Linked DNA regions of Hordeum vulgare: all the other regions are linked to region 3. The links are chromatin contacts, called in public Hi-C maps. All regions are on one chromosome and are shown on one strand. The core of a region is the stretch at or near the end of the contact, and the rest is flanking DNA. Distances in the headings are between cores, read along the strand shown.

Region 1 (4,654 bases), core at 757-3,256, 150 kb before region 3:
CTTTATATTAGAAGAACACCAAGATTGGCGCAAAGTTTACATGCATAAACCGGCAAAATCAGAAAGAACCGAAAAAACAAACATAAGCCTAAAAGGTACGTATGAGTGAAGAAAGCCCAAACCCTACTGCTACCACTGTCTACTGTAGGACTGGAAGCTGCACGTGCAGAGGCAAGCTCCTTAAGGCCACAGTCGGTGCCATCTTCCACTGGTCGACTTCGCGCATAATTATTTTTAGGATTCTTTTTCGTGTTTCGATGCCTATTAACTCATCAAACCCAAAAGGGTCTGAGTGCTGCTGGAAGTTGAATTTGTAAGAAATTTACAGTTTTTCTTCTAAGATTATGCCATGAAGCATAGAAGAAAATCAGCCTATTGCATTTGAAAAAAGATAGCCAGGTGAGTGAGGCAAACATACTACTCCCTTCGATCCATATTAATTGTCGCTAATTTACAGTTTAATGTGTACTAAATCAGCGATTATTAATATGGATCGGAGAGAGTAGTGATAAGATGATGTAGCTGTACTAATAGAACATGTTTGTAAACTGAAATATATGACGTTGCAAATACCACTTATGGAGTAAAGTGCCGTCATACGAACATTTGCAGTGCTAAACTTGATTTACTGACAATCTAAACATATAGCTTCTCTAAAGAAGATAATCCAATCACAACAGACTCAAGCCAAGATGGTTAAAATTCTAATTCTGCAGATTTTATAGAAAGGTACATATACAGAAGCAATGCAACAAGAGTACAGTTCTGAAGAAACTCGCGGCACAAAATTTGATTTAATATTCATTCAGGTGTAAAACCTTGCCAATAATTGAGCACCACAACCTGTCAACAATTTATATAATCTAGTTTCACTGTTTTGAAGTTAGGAGTCAAATAGAGAAGTTTTTACTGCGAGAATGCGTGTCATGACTCATTTTGTTGGGTCTCCTCGAAATAGGCTTTTGTGCAGTCTTATGTATAAAGGCGAACCGGCCGAACCGATACAAAGAGGTGATGATTTTTGTTGGGCAAAACAGTGAGTTTCTACTGCTGGTCACTGACAACTGTGGGGAATCAAAGAGTACAAGGCAAATTGAAATGGCTCCAGATCAAACTATTCGAGTACAAAGTCCTTTGACAGTGTGACTGCACACCTGATGTGACCCGGCCTATCGATAAAAGCTACTCCCTCTGTAAAGAAATACAAGAGCGTATAGATCACTACTTTAATGATCTACCACGTCTCCTGAAATGGATAGACCGAGCACCAATGTGTACAAACATTCAACACTTGAAACCACAAAACACATTCAAAAGTTCACTACCAACTACCCTGACGCACAAAACACACAGCTACATTCAAATGAAGGCTGGGCTAATCGACATGATTAAGGAGGATGCGCGTCTTCGGGACTACAAAGCGTTTGTTCATGAATCATGAACCTCAAAGAGTCTGCTCTGATCGCCCGGAGTAACCAGTGAGGAACCTTGTGAGGCCCAAGGTCGAACACTTAACGTGCTGCTACATAAGGTGTCCTACTGAGCTTAAAGATAAGACCCCGAGTCTGCCGAGACGGGGCACAAATCGAGAAGAAAACAGCGGGCATACAATCGCCCCTGAATCTCCGAAGCAACTTGAATCAATCAAATAACTGCACCGCACAGTGGGCAGTCGGGGACGATTCAAGATCCACAGTAACACGGCGGTCTCGTCTGCCAGGCCCACAGGGCCACGTAGAGCAGCCGGTCAGCCGGAGATCGACAGCAAATCGAGAGCGGAACGGCCGTACGAGACAGCGAATTGAAGGAGGGGATCGTGCGTGGAGCAGAAGGCAAGCACCATACCTACAGAGATCGACGAGGATGGGCTGCTATCAGAGATGTCGGGAAGATGAAATCACCAAGGGGGAGAGACTGATTGATTGCCGGCTGCTGGCTGCTGGCTGGGAACGGAAGGATAGTGGGTTAGTGGATGATCGAGTGAGTGAGTCTGCTGATGTCTCAAGCGAGGTAAGGACAAGGAGAGGATGATGCTGGCCGGCCCTACAGGCCTACACTGGTGAAAACGAAAATTACATGCTGGCCGGCCCTACAGGCCTTTGGGTTCACATTAAGCTCATGATGATGTTCTATCGAGTGGACCCAGAGTTACCTCTTCGTCACACAGAGACTTTCACAGGTACCCGTAGTGATAGTCACCCAGTTACGTTGTGATGTTTGATACACCCAAAGCACTCCTACAGTATCCGGGAGTTGCACAATCTCACGGTCGAAGGAAAAAACACTTGACATTAGAAAAGCTTTAGCATACGAACAATACGATCTAGTGCTATGCTTAGGATTGGGTTTTGTCCATCACATCATTCTCCCAATGATGTAATCCTGTTATCAATAACATCTAATGTCCATGATCAGGAAACCATGATCATCTATTGATTAACGAGCTAGCCAACTAGAGGCTTGCTAGGGACACATTGTGATCTACTTATTCACACATGTATTACTGTTTTCCGTTAATACAATTATAGCATGAACAATAGACAATTATCATGAATAAGGAAATATGATAATAACCATTTTATTATTGCCTCTAGGGCATATTTCCAACAAGAGTATACTTTATTTTTTTGTTTAAGTCTCACACAATCATCACGGGAGCCGTGGTTAGTCTCTTCTTCAGTTCTTGGAAACTATTCTCACATGCCTCACTCCATTCAAACTTCTTTTTCTTTTTGAGTAGCTGGGTCATGGGCTTGGCAATAGTGGAATTTTTTCAGTAAATCTCCGGTAGCATCCCGCCATTTCGAGGAAACTTCGGATGTCTGTCACGTTGGCTGGTTGCGGCCATTCACTTACAGCCTTGACCTTCTCAGGATCCATAGCTATGCCTTCTTGGGTCATTACATGTCCCAAAAATCCAACTTGCTTCAGCCAAAACTCACATTTGCTGAACTTGGCATACAATTGATGTTTACGCAGTTCTTCCAACACAATCCTTAGGTGTCCGGCATGTTCTTCGGGCTTCTTGGAGTAGACAAGTATGTCGTCGATGAAGACTACGACAAACTTATCCATGTACTTCATGAATACCTTATTCATTAAATGCATGAAGTAAGCTGGTGGGTTTGTTAGTCCGAAAGGCATCATCGTGAACTCATACAATCCATATCATGACGTAAATGATGTCTTTGGAATGTCTTCTGAACGTATCTTAAGCTGATGATACCCTGATCGCAAATCGATCTTCGAAAATACCTTTGCTTGTGCTAACTGATCAAACAAATTATCTATCCTGCGTAGTGGATATTTGTTCTTGATGGTGGCCATGTTGAGGGCTCGATAATCGATGCAAAGTCTTAGCATCCCATCTCTCTTTTTGGCAAATAGTACTGACGATCCCCAAGGTGAAGAGCTTGGTCTCATGTATCCTTTGTCCAACAGTTCTTTAATTTGCTTCTTGAGTTCTGCTAACTCAGTAGGTGCCATGCGGTACGACTGTTTGTATATTGGGGTGGTACCAGGTGCAAGTTCAATGACAAACTCTATTTCTCGGTCTGGCGGCATGCCTGGTAGTTCGTCAGGAAATACATTCGGAAATTCACATACCGCTGGTACGTCTTTCAACTCACTAGCTTCCATCTGATTTAGTCTTGCTTTGTTTGATTTCTCCCTCCTTAAGGCTACAACTTTTACTCTTTTACCCTGATGGTGGGTGAGTGTGACCGTGTTATGGTTGCTAGGGTTTGAGCGGGAGAGAGAGAGCTGTGAGGGCGCGAGAGAGCCGGCCGTGGGGTTCCTTTCCCACGGCCGGGCAAGAGGGAAAAGGGTTTTCCTTCTTAATTCTTGCCTGATTAGATTGATACATCTCCTCTCCATATATAGAGAGGTTTACTTGACTCCCAAGTAAGGCTTACTTGACCCCTAAGCAAACCCTAAGACTAACGGGCCGAGGCCCATCATGTACTCTAACACTACACCCCACCTGGACATGCAGCTCGTCCTCGAGCTGCAACCTAACGATGATTCGACCCCACACAACCCTAACGCCTAAAAAACAAGCCTTTTACATCTCGGCCTATTGTATTGACCTGAAATAAGCTAACCCAAATGAGACTCCGACTCTTTATTTTTGACTCTGAACGATAAGGCGAGAATCCTCCGCACGCCGAACTTGTGCGTTTGCAGCCCCCTGGATCCCAAGGACACCATCGGGACCAAGGGAGCCCTCGCGGCGGCCGGCGGCGGAATGCAGTGGTGCTACGCGGTGCGCTCCTGTCGGTGACACCATGTCTTCTCCCCGCTGGCTCACTATCGATGTCGCAGACTTGGCGGTCGTCTACCGTGGAAAAAACAACATGCCCGCCGCCCGTGGGGGAAACCGCATGCCCAAGATCCCCCACGCAGCGGATGAGATCGAGGTCCGTTTCATCGTGAAGTGCAACTTGGAGGAGCTACAACTACAAATCACGCATCTCCCGCACATGCCGACGCGCTAGGAGGCCGCGCGCAGCAGCCTGCAGCCTCACCGCCGCAGACACATGGTGGGTAGCGATCCAAGCCGGAAGCGGTGCCGGCGACGGCTGGAACTTTAACTGTTGGATGGGATTGTCATGGGACGGCGGTGGCGCTGCTGGCAATGAGGTCGTCGTAGTCC
Region 2 (4,547 bases), core at 132-2,631, 140 kb after region 3:
GCAATGGCGATATTGGTATCGCCTGAGCAGTGTTTACCCGACAACTTAACACACTGAACAGAGGGAATAGGGAACATGTGCACCAACGATGGCTTCTCACCTTGCCATCGTTGCCAGGGAACATGCAGAGGGAAGGGGGCGACATGTGCTCAAACGTAGGAAAAGGAAACTACTTTGAGCCTGTTCGAGACTGCTCTGCTTCAGAAAATTCAGCTCCGCTCTAGAAAACGTAAGCCAAACGGGGTAGCTCCACGATATACCGCTCCGCAAAAAAACTAAAATCTGGGGTCCAACTCCTTGTTTTTTATGAAGCTCCCTAGGAGGTGCTCCATAGAATTATAGAAGCTGGAGTTGAAAGAAAATTACCCACCACTGCCACCAGTAAGTGGATACCCCTTCGTTTCTTACCTCTCATCCAATCAAATAGATCCTTTTCATCAAATTTTCCATCCGTGAAGCTGGAGCTAAATGAGAGCCAAACATTCTCTTAAAATGGTTGCAACTCCTATATGAAACTGCTCCAAAGTGGATTTGATGAAGCGGAGCTGATTTTGATGGAGTGAAGCAGTCCCAAACAGGCCCTTTGTATCACACGTTTAGGAAAGAGAGGAGAGTTTTCTTCAACAAGTGTCGTCTTTTTAGGGCAGATACAATGATGTCTAGTTAGCTGTGTGTACGAGTTGCCACATAGAAACTTTAGTGAAGTAGAGGGAAGAGAAAGAGAAGAAAGAAAGAGTTTGTCTGTAGATCTACCGACATAAATAGGATTTTTTTCAAACAATAATTTGTTGTTGTACATCTGTAATTTCTCCTCGCAATTAGTTTGGCCAAAAATATACTATTTACAGATAAATCATTATATGGGTTGTCTATATTACTGTCTATGAATAAATTGGCTAAAAAAATTGTCTATGAATACCGTTATACAATAATACATGCCCTTACTTCTACTACCTTTGTTTGTAAATATAATTCTTTTCGAAGATTCTACTACAAACTACATACATGGACATATAGTTTAGGATGGCTATACATGGGCATATAGTGTGTATAGATTCGCTGGATGATACCACATAGCACTGTCACGTAGTGCCCTTCTGAGAAGTAAAGTCGTATGTAGCTGAACTCTCATTTCCTTTAACTCCTTTCTGTAGAAGCGGCCGCCTCTCAAATTTGAGCAGTCCAACCCAAGTCTTGACAAATATTCCCTCAATGTTTTCTCTACTCGAATGCAGAAGTCAAAAGTGGGCTGAATGCAGTTACAGAAGATAATACGATTGGTGTGCATGGACGGCGGCAGGATGCCATGCCATGATGACATGATCTATCTACAGAGTCCGAGTCATGCCTCTACATGCGCTAGGTCGGGGCTTACACTAGTTGCTAGTACGTGGAGCATGGGAGAGGAGGCCTACACTCACTACTAGTTGAAAAAAACTAGACTAATTTTTTTTAATTACAATTATTTAGGTACTAGAAAAATACTAGGGTGGTGTAAACTTGTAACGCATGCACATGGATCCTATCCAAGAATTTGATTGCATTTACTTGCCCAGGCAAATTACATGGATCTGTCAACGAAAAACATAACATTACGCTTCTTATCTACATGTTCTCCAACCCGTCAAAAAAAATCTATACGTTCTTTTTTTTTTGAGGGGAAAATCTACAGGTTCTACGTATCACTCTTCATACCCTTCTTATTTGTTCCGTAAACTGATTGTCCATACACTCTCCGTTCAGATATACGATATACTTCCTCCGTTTTTAAATATAAGTTTTTTAAAGGTTTCACTAGAAAGCTATATTTATATATATATATATATATATAGTATTTTAAAATGTATATTCATTTATTTTGCTGCGTATGTAGTTTTTTAGTTAAATCTTTAAAAAGACTTGTATTTAGGAATGAAGAGAGTACAAGGTGTGTTTTGCTTATCCATCTTTAAGCTTTGTCCAATTTAATATTGCGACATGTGGTTTTCTGTGACACAAAAATTGTACTCCCTCTATAAAACATCTTATACTTGTTTACAAAGGGAGGATTATTGAATTTTATATTTAGAAGCATTTCCTTTATGGTTGTGATATGTAACTATTAACAAAATATTGCACAAGAAATTTGACGATCGGAGACTGAACCTGGGGCGGTCAATACATGCCTTATAATTCTGAACCGAGAATCCCATCACAATTTTGATGGAGATGTGGTCATTTTGGAAGAGCACGGACTGGACACAAGGACTTTGATTATGTCAATTCTGTTTGCAAGTTCTTGGTCGAGAACCATGGAAGAAGAGCAGAGCAATTCACCCTAATAATGTTGGTAGCCTTTCGTAACCTTTCTGATTCAGAAAGTCATTCTGCCTGCTCATAATTCCGGAAAAGGAATATATCCATGGGAAGTTCGCATGTCGGCAGAGAATGCAACTCGTTTGCATGTTTCAAATCGAAGAATTCCGACACGGATTTGGCCCCAAAAACAGTCCAAATCAACTAATACACAAGATACGCTTCAGAAAATAAGAAAACTTTACACCTACGGGGTAAAAGTGTACGTTCAAAGGGCAAAGAAGTAAAGCCAATTATGCATCACATGTCACCTGTACAAGAAATGCTCCAGCAATATGTATATGAAAGAAAATTGCATGATCTACTGAACAATACACAGCCTTGAAATGGATTTGTGATATATATGTGTGAACGGCGAAACAAATGGAGTGGGAGATACAAGCATATCACAAAAATAATAAAAATAATACAGTGTCTCTGGGCAAAGTGGAAAAATTGCAAAAAATCTAGAAGTCCAACTCTACACAAGAGATGAAAAAAAAGATAAAGAAAAAGAATTAGCAAACAACAACAGTGGAAACGCTTAACTGGCAGCTTATAAGAATTATCATAGATACAGGATATGTATTTATATATGAAAAGCTAGCAGTGCCGCGTACCATCCATGAAAATTTGATATCTTTACCTAGTTCCAGAAGAAATTTTATACAATCCAGCTCTGGTGCTTGAGGGTCACCTCAGCCTAGCATCGCCTCCTTTGCTCCGGAATGTCGACAGGGAGAAGAACGAACGTGGTGCTGGAATTTTGGCGTAAAGATAGTTTTAGACTTTTGGTGAAGATTACAAATGACAGAACAAATAACACTAATTACTGATAAAGATGAACAGTCACCTTCATGGGTTATGTTCTAATTGAGCAGCTTAACATAAGAATATACTACATGTATAGACGTTTGTATACCTTTAATTGAGCTACCAGTCAGTTGGTCCTCCCTCAGTCTAAAATTTGCAGGGGGGTTTGGAATGGAGCTGCGCAGCGATTGTTCTGCAAATTCAGATCTTAAGTAACCAGAATATGCAGGAAAAGAAATGAAGAGCAAAATAGAACAGTAACTGAAGCCTGAAAGACATGTACAACTTAAGACTCAAAAGTCATAAGTCTAAGCAAATATCCACTAATGTAAATGTATCATTCTCATACGCAAAACTCTTTCAATACTGCGCGCACATGATCTAGGAAGGCCCTGTTTTTGGATTCTAGTTTTGGGTCCACCCATTTCACTGAGAAGCAAAACTTCGTTCTATATGTCAGTATCATAAAGAAAATAGGGAGTTGGAATTGGGGAGAACATAAATATGATCAGCGCAAAGAGGTGGGTGGACGAGGGGATTTAATATTTGTTACCAACAAAACTGTGCTGCAAATGATACGTTCATGGCAAGAGATAGAAACAATTGATTCCAATGTTAGTATATGTAACATGTAAAGAGAGGATATTAGCTTGTCAGCAAGGATAACGTAACTCGTTCACCGTCACTTTAGTTTATCTGGTTATAATACTGAATCCAACATCTGAAGTTCTTAAATAAGCTGAAGATAGCGTGAGTCAACTTGCACACAAATAGTTTGACTTCACACAAAGTGTCATTTGCTTTTATCTGGAAATATGAAGGACCTGAAAAACACTTGTACTAAAATGAAGGCTTACCCTATTGGTTTTATTCAGATCTAAGTATGGAAAGAAGCGTTGGAAAGTATGTATTGTTGCCAATAAAAGGTGAGTCTAGTTGTCATGGGGGACAAGCATAATCTAGGTCATGACACTATACTTCGAAAGGGTTAAGGCATACGGACATAGATACTTGAAACAGCACGCGTAGAGGATTATGCAAGGAAATTACCTTGTTCAGTGAAAACCTCACTCTCAACAAAACCATCATATGAAGAAAGATAGCCCATTCTTGACTTTCTGAAATCATCAGAGGATCCTATTGCTAGATCCCGGCCGTCTTCCATATCATCGTCACATTCTGAGGCAGTTGAAGCAGAAACCCAGTCATTTACTAAACCATCACCACCCCTATTCTTCCTCCCAAATTTCAGCAGCTTCTTAAACCCTTTGGGGACATCTTTACGTGGCTGTTGAGATGCATTGGCACCACCAAAAGGCAACTGAGCACTGCCCCACTTTTTTCTCATCCGGGAAACATCAGCATCTGTTATTTGATCCAGCGAATGAGAGTTCCACGGT
Region 3 (4,305 bases), core at 972-3,471:
GCCGCACAGCGTACCACAACCTGTCAGCCGTTTATTTCATTTGATTTATGGTCTCTGTATATGGTGGTGTCCAGTGTTCAGGGCTGCTGCTGCTTCATTTGCTATGCAGTCTTTTTTCTTTCTTTTTGAGCAACGATTTGTTCTGCAGTCGTCAGTGGCCGTGGGGGGACGGTGGCTTCGACAAACGGGCCAGACCCATGAGCCCGCCGGCACATGGCTCGTCGGCCCATGGTGAGGCCCGTCCATATACACGAGAGAAAAATCTGTCCGGCTATCGCCATCCCCTCCATCATCTCACCAAAAAATCCATGGCAGCCCATAGAAAAAACCCAGAAAATCCATGGCAGCAGAGTCCAAATCACAGCCCCCACCCATTCAAATGAATAAACCACAGTCCCCACAGCAGACGCAGACAACATCTTCAGCTGCGTGTGTCTAATGTCTCAGGCTTGACCTGAAGAAACATAAGCAAAACCTGCCCTCCCACTGCATCATCACACACCCACACACCCTCGCAATCTCACCAACCAGGCAGAATAAATAAATACATAAAATAATGGCAGTTCATTAGAAACAAATCCCAAAGTCACTGACACTCCCAAATATCATTTTCCTGCCCTCGGCCGCTCACTCCCGCGTCAGGTCCCACAGTCATCGCCAGCTTCCCCGAGTGATATAATCCAATTTTTTTTGACAGGGTAGTGATGTAGTCCAATTTACTTGCATTAACACGAGCTGATGCCCACTGGGTTACTATCTCGGGCGCAGATGCCACGGTGCGTTGCGTTCCCTTTCTTACTTTGTCCGCGTTCGCGTTTGCGTCGCCGAGACGCCAAGCGAGAACGGTGACGCATCCGGTCGACGTTCGGCTGCGTGGAAACCGTACGCCTGCGTGTGCATGCACGTGCCGTGCGTTACAATCTGTACGTGTTGTGTTTTTTTTTTTCATGGCTCTGTCTCGCATGGGGAAAAATGAATAAAGAAGAAAACGAAATCCAACAGCCTGAGAAAGAGAGAAGAAACGCACCATGCTCCGGTTTTCTCTTGCCCATCAACCGTCTCAATCTGCCATCAGTGCTCCGTGGGCCATTTTTTTTTTACTTTTTTAATATCTCTTGGACGACTCTTTCTTCTAGGGTTTGTTCCTCTTCAATGACCCCTTTGCGTGCATTCTTTCCGGTCAAATGTCACCCTCCGATGAGCAGAGAGACCCGTCTGCCCTTCTCCTCTACTCTCTCTCTCTTATCCGCGGCGGGAGCTCGAGAACACGCTGATGCGAGGAGGCGATGATTGTTGCCCTGCTTGCGACAACCACCACGACTACAGGTGGGGCAATTATTTTTTGTCATTGGTGGCGATGGTGATATAGGCGGTTGTGGGAAGGTGTTGCCTGTTCCCGCTCCCCATTTATGGGGGGTCCAAATCCCGATCAGGGGGAGGGGGCGTTGCTGCTTCAACTTGCCACGCTTGACGGTCCAAGTTCCACGCGGATGTGACGGTGAAGGGGGTGACTCTACATCGACGATGACATGCGGTGCGCCCACCATGATTTGGGTTTCAACAACATGGATGGTGTTTCTGCAGTGTCATCGGTGTTGCGAGTACACCATTGTTGGTGTTGTAACCAAGACGGAGTTTCAACAACGTCCCAATGTTGTGACCACAACGTCCCCAACATTGCATCTGCAACACATGATTGTGTTGTGTAGCGGTGACTGCAATTCCAATGACAATAAAGATGTTGTGCAGCAACAACTTTGCAACGTTAGTGATATCGTGCTCGCAACACATGTGATATTGTAGGATGACATCTCGCAACGTAGACCATTCTATTCGAAGAGGAAGGAAGGGTGACATAGTCTTTTTGCAAGGGATCGATGACAACTGCTTAATCCAACGGTTACCAAGGGATAGACCCCACCACCAATGACTCGGCCAATATTTGCAAAAGATCTTAGACTGACGCGTAGCGCTGACCATTTATATTTAAGGATTCAGAAGACAATACAAATTAATAGTATTAATTATTTTCTACTCCCTCAATCCTACTACTATAATATAGATGTTTTTTACTGCACTGGAGTATTTTATAATATAAAACCAGAAGACCCTTTCCAAAAAAAAAAAGCTTGAAGAAAAAGGGGGAAGAAAACAGGAAAATCACCAGATTTTCTCCTCCTCCTATATTAAACTCGCCCAACCCCCTCCTCTTCCTCCTCCGGAACACCACACCACACCACACCACAGCCAGCCTCCACTCCACGCCTCACCTCGCTCCCTCGCCACGACTATCCGCCAGCCAATGTCGGCTCCGGCCACCGCGATACGCCGCGCAGCCCGCCCCCTCTCCTCGTGAGATCACCGCGCCGCTCCCCGCTCCCTCCGCCACGCGCCGCCCGCCCGCCCGCCCCCTCCAATCGCGCGCCCTCGCGCCCGCATCTCGTGCCTCCCCGACGTTCCTCGACGCCTCCCGGCGCCCTTCTCCGCACGGAATCCCAGTGCCCCGTGCGCCCTTCGCCGCCCGCGGGATCCGCGAGGGGTATCGCCGTTCGGGGGGCGCGGGGACAATGGCGGCAGCGGCGCCACCGCTCTGCGCGTGGCTCGTCGCCGCGGGCGCGCACGCGGACTGCGGGGCGGACGAGCACCAGCATCGCCGGACGCAGTGCCTCGACGCCGGCTCCGGCGCGATGTTCGGCCTCGACCGCCGCCCCCTCGGGGCGCGGCGCCGTGGGCCCGCGCGCTCTGGTGAGACACGCACGCACGCACCCTGTCTCCCGCATTTGTCCCTTGTTGCCCTCGCTGGGCCGTGCCACGAACGTACGCGCGAATCCGGGTGCAATTTCGGAGCATCGGTTGTATCGCCCGGGGTCAGGGTGCGGGTTTAATCCCGTTTGTGGTGTCTCATTCTGCGCGTACGCTCGTCAGGCGTGTGGTGATGGAGGATATTCGATGTTTTGTGCCAAGGATCTTGGTGCATTGGTTCATGCGGGGTTTTTTGGTATCGCTGTCGAGATTCACATGTTTGTGGTGAATCGGCTGCATCGACATTGTTTTCGTTTAGCTTGTCTGGCTCTGCTTGTTTGCATTGGTTAGTAGCACAAGCGGCAGGATTTGGATTCCTGACTAGAGAGCCTGTAAACAGAATGAGATTGCATTGCATTAGTCTAAGAAATGAGGTTATTAGCTGAAAGTGTTGACATTCCAAAACCCTAAAAACTGTTGTCATAACTCATCCCTCCGTTCATAAATATAAGACCTTTTAGAGATTGCATTATTGTCTACATAGGGATGTATATATACATATTTTGAAGTGTAGATTCATTAGTTTTGATTTGTATGTAGTCCATAATGAAATCTCTAAAAGGTCCTATATTTAGGAACGGAGGGAGTAAGACACATAATTTTGATTATCAACCAATCAGCAAACAAACTGTAGTCCTACAATATTTCTTTCCTTTTCGCATTAACTAAGCTGTATACCAGCGGTTCATGTGTGATTTTGGTCTTGCTGTCAGCTTATGTGCATATGAGTGGGATTCGTGCATTTGTTGTGAATTGGCTGCATCGATAATGCTGTGTTTAGCTTTGGCTAGTTCTGCTTGTTTGCATTCCTTATTAGCACAGGACACATGGCTTTGACTCTTAGACCACAGAGTTTAGAGCTTTCACTAGTTTGAAGTTGAGAAAGTGCGTGAAAGACTTAAGAAAACCTGAAAACTATTGTCTTAGGAAACGCAGTTTGGATTATCCACCAATCGGCAGAAAAAAAAAACTGCAGTCATACAATATTTTTCTTCCAGCATGGATTAAGTTGTGTATGGGTGGGATGTGGCATGGGATGTCAAATGAGGTACTTGACGAAGTGTCTGATATGCGTGCATCTGTCGAGAATGTCACTTGTCTGCTTATGCCTGCCGGTTGTTCGTCACGTGTGCTGGCTCAAGCAGACTAGGAGAGTTTCTCCCTTAGAAAATTGCAGACAAGGGTCTAAACAAAATTCATTGCAATTTGCAGGAATGGCCATGTCTGTTGCCTTGCAGCCTGAAAGGATAACTGTCGAGAAGAAGAGACCTGATGTTAAACAAAGGAGAGTCGTTGTCACTGGCATGGGTGTAGTGACGCCACTGGGTCATGATCCTGATGTGTTTTACACCAACCTTCTTGACGGTCATAGTGGAATAAGCGAGATTGAAACGTTTGACTGCTCCAAGTTCCCCACGGTAATACATGGCTGATGGTTTCCTTCCATTATGTACAGGGGAGGCAGGATCACTGTTGCAATCTGGTTGAATATTTTCCTGCAGG

What was found. A called contact is a pair of places that touch in the nucleus more often than the background predicts.
Region 1: a Hi-C map of seedling shows a contact between it and region 3, with 5 times the contacts expected there. The contact joins the promoter of LOC123425301 here to the promoter of LOC123425303 in region 3. A contact is called at or near these places in 4 of 6 Hi-C or Micro-C datasets (leaf and seedling) and 1 of 1 datasets of contacts at active chromatin or transcription factors (embryo).
Region 2: a contact with region 3 is called in a Hi-C map of seedling, with 2.3 times the contacts expected there. The contact joins the enhancer-like site here to the promoter of LOC123425303 in region 3. A contact is called at or near these places in 2 of 6 Hi-C or Micro-C datasets (leaf and seedling).

What each region holds. Positions count from the first base shown.
Region 1 is chr2H:97,905,558-97,910,211 of MorexV3_pseudomolecules_assembly, forward strand. It overlaps LOC123425301 (peroxisomal (S)-2-hydroxy-acid oxidase GLO4-like), which reads right to left and starts at 2,007. Exons shown (of 11, transcript XM_045108984.1): 1 at 1,846-2,007.
Region 2 is chr2H:98,201,175-98,205,721 of MorexV3_pseudomolecules_assembly, forward strand. It overlaps LOC123425305 (COP1-interacting protein 7), which reads right to left. Exons shown (of 10, transcript XM_045108988.1): 8 at 4,198-4,547; 9 at 3,257-3,340; 10 at 2,674-3,092. The coding sequence ends at 3,028. Among protein-coding and RNA genes, the nearest start is that of LOC123425305, 9.1 kb to the right of the region's middle. Within about 2 kb of position 1,382, at least 1 of the 3 cell types and tissues checked has open chromatin away from gene starts, as enhancers often do. A contact at or near this core is called in seedling, where this site is marked.
Region 3 is chr2H:98,057,612-98,061,916 of MorexV3_pseudomolecules_assembly, forward strand. It overlaps LOC123425303 (3-oxoacyl-[acyl-carrier-protein] synthase II, chloroplastic-like), which reads left to right and starts at 2,222. Exons shown (of 13, transcript XM_045108986.1): 1 at 2,222-2,745; 2 at 4,015-4,220. The coding sequence starts at 2,568.